2 separate regions of the Hordeum vulgare genome follow, and region 1 is linked to region 2. A link is a contact called in public Hi-C data. All regions are on one chromosome and are shown on one strand. The core of a region is the stretch at or near the end of the contact, and the rest is flanking DNA. Distances in the headings are between cores, read along the strand shown.

Region 1 (3,158 bases), core at 466-2,965, 260 kb before region 2:
TGATTGAACATAATTGATTATCTCATCCAGCATAACAGCTTTACCAATGACCTGGTTTACAATTTTATTTGTGAAAATAGTGAACGGCAATACAGCTAAGAAGTGTTGACTTCCTAATTTAGCATGCTAAATAAGTTTTCCCATGGCAATAATGTGGAGATAGTTAAGAAGTGCTTACTTTACTACAACCAGGAACAAGGTCCTGAAGAAATTTCATCCTTTCACTAATCTTTTCCCTTCGAACCTGTATTACAAACAATAACACTGAAGCTAAATGGCTAGTAATACCACTTGATAAAGGAAGTTCAGGGAGGATAACTCGGGACTTACCCTTTCTGCAAGACTATGGCTGTTTGTAGCCTGGCCACTTCGAGCTCTTATATGAATGTAGTCTTCCTTCGGTGCATCAGATTTATCCTCAGTTTGCTTCCCGTTGGACTTTCTGGACGTCACAATAGGCCTCTTCGGTTCATCTTTGTCGCCATCATCTTTCTCCTGCTTTGCAGCCAGAGTTGCCAATTGCTGGCTTCCTTCTTGTACATTCTTCACCCCACGATCCTTCATGAGAAAATCGCATTCTAAGTTCCATCCGAATCGACACAAATTCAGCTCTATAACAGGGAGGATTAAACAAGTACCTGGCTTGGTCTTTTCCTCTTCTTGGGACAAGACACACTAGGCCCTTCATCCTGACCAGCACCACCACTGCACTCCGGCTTGCTTAACTCCTTGCTGGAGGCATCAACGCCATGTGAACTCTCGGTGTCTCCTTGCTGCCTATCACCGGTTAATAATGCATCCTTGCAACCTTCGTCCACATTCATCTCCCTAGACGTCTCAATATCGTTCTGGAAACTACCCATAGGAGGGTTCCTAGAAAAAGGGTGATCCATCATGGCTCCAAGACTGTTTGCACTTAAGCCAGGAAACCCCGTTCCGCAATCCATGAACCCCGACGGGGCGCCGGGATATGCGGGCGTCGCTGCTGACAGCATACCCAAAAACGAGGAGAACTGGTGTCCATTCAGCATAGCGTTCGTGTTGGCCTCCCCCAACCCGAAGTTCTGGCCAGGTGGGTTCCATAAGCCAGGAGGGAACGGGTTCCCCATGGCGGCCAGCGCGCTAGTGGAAGAATCCATCTGAGCTTCTGGCGAGAGCGAGAACCCGGGTCCGTGGAAGCTCGGCTGCTGGTCGTGCCCGCTGGGCTGGTTCTTCTCCTCCAACTCAGCGGCGTTCTTCTCATTCGTCTCCATTTCGCCTCTATCGCTGCCCGAAGCCCGAAATCTGCGACGCCAACGATAGCTAGTATGAGATGCGGCGCGCTGCTTGAGACCTCAAACCCTCGACGCCACGAATCCACCAGCCGCACATAAAAAAGGGAATCCGGCGAGCCGAATAAATCCAATCTCGCATAATAATTACGAATAAACAAATGCAGTACAGTGAAAGCAACGAGAGCGCGAGGTCTGGATCTAGATTGTGCGCCAAAAAATCTCTAGAGGTCAATGGGGTACAGGTGATAGCTGGACGGCGAAATGCGCATACCTCAGAGGCCAATGGCCGAAGCGGCGGGCGGGGTGGAGGCGGCAGGGACGCCGCGAGGCGGAGCGGGGACGGCGATGGCGGTGGCCCGCGCGGAGGGGGTCGGGGGCGGGCGTGCGGCGTGCGGCGTGCGGCGTCGGCGTCGAGCGGCGGCTGTAGGGCACGGAGACACTTGACTGGAGTGGTACTACTTCAGAGGCGCATCGGGTGGGAATGGGATGGGGATTGGGGTCGGGGTTGGGGTTGGGGTTGGTGCTCGGGAGGGGAGACGAAGAGGAAAGGAACGTACGGGACGGGACGGGACGGGACGTTTGGAGAGAGGAGGTGGATCTTGACTGTGGATGGAGAACACGTATACTGGACTACTGTACTACTTTATTTGATTGATTGAACTATAAAGAAATCTTGATCTTTTGCAAATAAATACGAGTAGACAGCACGGAGAGCGCAGAGATCTCACGCTCTCGGCCCCACAAGGCCACAACAGTGTTGCTCCCGTGATCAAAGCTATCATGAACAAAAGACGATTTTCTAAGGGTGTGTTTGGTTGGAGGGATAGGCTAGGGTGGTTGTGGGTATCCCCAACCAGGTGGCTGGGGATAGCCTTTTTTTTTGTTTGGTTGGAGGGTAGGGCTATCCTTTTTTTTGTTTGGCTAGGGTGGTTGGGAGGATGGATAACCAGGTGGCTGAGGAGCTCCCGCGGCGGCCGCGCCCGCGCCGGCCAGCTCCCGCGACGGTCGCGCCCGCGCTGGCGCCGCCACCGCCCGCGCCGGCCGCGCCCGCGCCGCCACCGCCCGCGCCGCCACCGCCCGCGGCCGCCCGCGCCGCCACCTCCCGCGCCGGCCGCGCCCGCGACGGCCTCCTCCCGCGCCGGCCGCGCCCGCGACGGCCGCCTCCCGCGCCGGCCGGCCACCTCCCGCGCCGGTTGCGCCCGCGCCGGCCGCCTCCCGCGCCGGCCGCCTCCTGCGTCGGCCGCCTCCCGCGCCGGCCGCCCTCCCGCGCCGGCCTCCTCCCGCCCTCCCGCGCCGGCTGCCCCAGGGTGGTTGCCACCGCCCGCCCGTTTTTGGCGGTTGGCCACATCCCTTTTTTCGGGGAATATTCCCAGCATCTGGTTGACTCTGTCCCTCTTCGCCCCAGATCCAAACGCATGGCAACCACAGAAAAAAGTGGTTATCCCTGTCCCTGGGAGGATATCCCTCCAACCAAACACACCCTAAGTCTCGGAACAAGCTGGGAAATTGTGATGTTTATTTTGACGTAAAAGTACAAGAGCAGCTTCAATCGGTCGACCTAATTGGACAATGATTTTGTTTTTTTCAATTGGATCGACCGTCCGTTCCGTGTCCTTCTGTTTTTTAGTCAACCGCGCGTCCAATGCGGGCAACATATTTTATGTCTGCACATTAAATAAAACAGGTCAGCATGCCAACGCCCAAGAATTCATGTCGGCATCATGTCAACGGCTGGTATACATTGCCACCCTACATTAAATCATCACGCAGTTCATGCTGACACACATGCCAGCACGCCATATTTGACCACGCCATATCGATCCGTGGTCATGTCAGCACACTTGTCGACATACAAAAAAGGTTTCGTGATCTCCGTCGCAAATC
Region 2 (3,142 bases), core at 419-2,918:
GGTTTCACGGTATTTGAAATTTTGTAGTATAACCAATACCAATATACCCGTACAGTGTATATTTTCCTACAAGAAGTCAATTCGTATAGGAAATAAATCAAACTGTGACAAATACTTTCCCCAGTAAGTTCACTTTACTTGAATTGAACTTCATGCAAAGAAATACAAATCCTGTGGATTTTTTCTCGAAATGCTAGAGCATGGATACAAACTCTAGCCCTTGACACATATGACAATAAGACACAGTGGTAACTAATAAACTACGAGCAGATAACCAGTTCATCACGTTCAGATATATAGAACATCTTTCAAAGATAACAACTCCCGACAAATAATTACAGTTGTACCAAAAAAGAGTGTACAAGGTACAAGACTTATACAAAATTAACAACAGAAAACACATAGATCACCAAACATATCAGCTAACATGAGATCCAAAGTAAGTATAATAACTCCAAGTTCAGCTACATGTGAATGTTTATATATGATTACCATCGATCAACTAGCATAGAAGATAGAACACACAAGCAAATATAACTCAACTAGCCCATATCATAGAACCAAATTACCGGCTTCACTGCAACTGATTAGACCACTAAGCAGTTCAATTCATGTTCCATGGACACTAGTCATAAGATGTTCTTACCTGCAAACTCTATCTTCTGGCTCAATCAAAGAAGCCCTCAATCTCACGGGTCTCTGACATGACGGCATCAGACTCAGGGGGCGGTGGCCATTCAGACGAAACAGTTTCTGCGCTATTCGCAGGTCCAGCACCTCCTTCCCCTGTCATCGCCTCTGCGAGCTGAGTAGGCGACGTCGCGACCGGAGCCACTACATCACTATTGGTGCGGGTGCGGCGGCGGTTGGTCGTAAATCGGATAGTGATCTGTGTTGGTGGCGGATCCAGCCCCAGGGGCTCCACCTCCCGGAGGTTGGTGGGCGGGAGGCAAGAGCGGCAGACAGGGCAGGAATTGTGCATCTCCAGCCACTGCACGATGCAAACGGAGTGATAGAGGTGGCCGCAGGGGAGTCTCCGCGCGGCGACGGCGAGAGGGAGGTCGTCCTTGCAGATGGCGCAGACCGAGGCGGGCTCGGACACCTCGACCGTCGGTACGGCGGCGATGGACGCCGCGGGCGCCGGGGGCTGGCCCCGCCCACCGATGCGCCCATGCTGCTGGAGCACCGACACCGCCTCGGCCGCGGCGGTGGCCAAGGAGGCGGGATCGTCGTAGAGGCGGCGGACGATGCGGGTGAGATAGGCCTGGGCAGCGGTGTGATCGATCCCGAGGTCGAGGTCCTCGGGCTCCTCGGAGGAGTCCGAGAGGAATCCCGGCGGCGGGGGCGGCGGCGGGGGAGGGGACGAGGTCGACGGGTTAGGGTTGTCCTCGAGGAAGCCGCTGCGGCAGCGGGGGCAGAGCAGTAGCCACGAGGGCGTGGCGGCCGGCGCGGGGACGGAGACGGTGGCCTGGCACTCGTAGCAGTAGAACGCGACGGTCGTGGCCTCCGTCTCCGCCGCCGCGTCGGCCGGAGGAGGGGAGGACGCCGACATGGCTCTCTCGGGCCGGTTGAGGGCTCCGCCTCCGGCCCGCCGGTCGTCGCTTCGGGTTTTCCTTTTTCCTCGTTTCCCCTCTGCCTGTTATTGTGTTTGTGTGGGGTGGTGATTGGGGGTGCCGTGCTATCGGCTCGGTTGTTTTGCGAGTGCTTAACTTAACTATCGGCGGCCGCGCTGGGCCCGCGCGAGGGTCACACGAGATTAGCCTGGCGAGCCGGCCCACGCGCAAGCCTTTCTACTTTGATAACTACCCCCACCGGGAAGCCCGAGCCCCTTTCCAGACACCATGTTATTCTTCTTAAGGCTTCGTTTGGTTAAGGGGGATTGAAGAGGTTTTGACTGAAAAATCCCCGGAAGAGCCAGAAACCCCACAGATCCTCGGGCGCCCATTTGGTAGGAGTGGTTTGCTTAGCCCAATCCCCTCCGTTCCCCTTCAATCCCTTCCTATCCATGTGTTTCAAAACCCTCCTCGGGGGACTAGTGGAAGCAAAGCCCCGGGAATTTGAGAGGATTGGGTGGAACAAAGGGATTCACCCAATTCCTCTGAAATCCCTCCCTCTCAAAACCTCCCCAATCCCCCTTAACCAAACGAGTTCCCCTGAAATCCCTCCCTCTCAAAACCTCCCCAATCCCCCTTAACCAAACGGCTCGTTTGGTTAAGGGGGATTGGGGAGGTTTTGAGAGGGAGGGATTTCAGGGGAATTGGGTGAATCCCTTTGTTCCACCCAATCCTCTCAAATTCCCGGGGCTTTGCTTCCACTAGTCCCCCGAGGAGGGTTTTGAAACACATGGATAGGAAGGGATCGAAGGGGAACGGAGGGGATTGGGCTAAGCAAACCCCTCCTACCAAATGGACGCCCGAGGATCTGTGGGGTTTCTGGGCCCTCCCTGGATTTTCCTCTCAAAACCTCCCCAATCCCCCTTAACCAAACGAGGCCTAAAAGAAAGGCCAATAATCTGCGTCGGTCGAGCGTTCTCATGCATGGACCGGTCACCTGGCTGGTGGCAGGATCCACGCACGCAGAGCCATCTAATTGGATCGATTTGCATCTACCATGCAAGTAGGATGTGAAAACAAACGAAAAAGGGCACCTCCACTTCTCTTAGAGTACCCATAATGGGAATAACATAAATAGTAACATAAATGTCACCTAAGCAAAAAATACCACCTAAGCAACAAATGTGATGTGACAATTAATTAATGAAAAGACAGAAAAATTGAGTAACTTAGGCCCTATTTGAAACCATAATAGATTGTGATAATTTGGATTATAAAGGTAGATTATATAACCAGGTTCATAAAAATAATCTAGGTGGGCATGTTTGGAGGCCAGATTATATAAACTATAATTCAAATTTTTACATTGCATATGACCTGTCTACCGTGTGCGTGCGCTGAGGAGAAAAAAGGAGGAGGATGGCAATGACAGAAATTAGTAATTAACTCCAACTTTTTAAGGATAATGGGTCATTAACAATTCATAATCTCATCTTATCTCGGATAGAGTAGATTGTGAGTTTTTAATAATCTGTCCATCTAATTTTTATAATCTACAACATAAGTTGTCCTGTTTGGAGATAGTATAG

The links. Hi-C and Micro-C count contacts between places; a contact is called where the count stands out from the background.
Region 1: a contact with region 2 is called in a Hi-C map of seedling, with 4 times the contacts expected there. The contact joins the promoter of LOC123412279 here to the promoter of LOC123410691 in region 2. A contact is called at or near these places in 1 of 6 Hi-C or Micro-C datasets (seedling) and 1 of 1 datasets of contacts at active chromatin or transcription factors (embryo).

Annotation. Positions count from the first base shown.
Region 1 is chr7H:122,530,119-122,533,276 of MorexV3_pseudomolecules_assembly, reverse strand. LOC123412279 (transcription factor bHLH49-like) reads right to left here and starts at 1,715. Exons shown (of 8, transcript XM_045105228.1): 1 at 1,546-1,715; 2 at 639-1,284; 3 at 331-558; 4 at 179-244; 5 at 1-51. The coding sequence starts at 1,253.
Region 2 is chr7H:122,272,749-122,275,890 of MorexV3_pseudomolecules_assembly, reverse strand. It overlaps LOC123410691 (E3 ubiquitin-protein ligase SIRP1-like), which reads right to left and starts at 1,668. Exons shown (of 1, transcript XM_045103630.1): 1 at 417-1,668. The coding sequence starts at 1,552. The coding sequence ends at 668.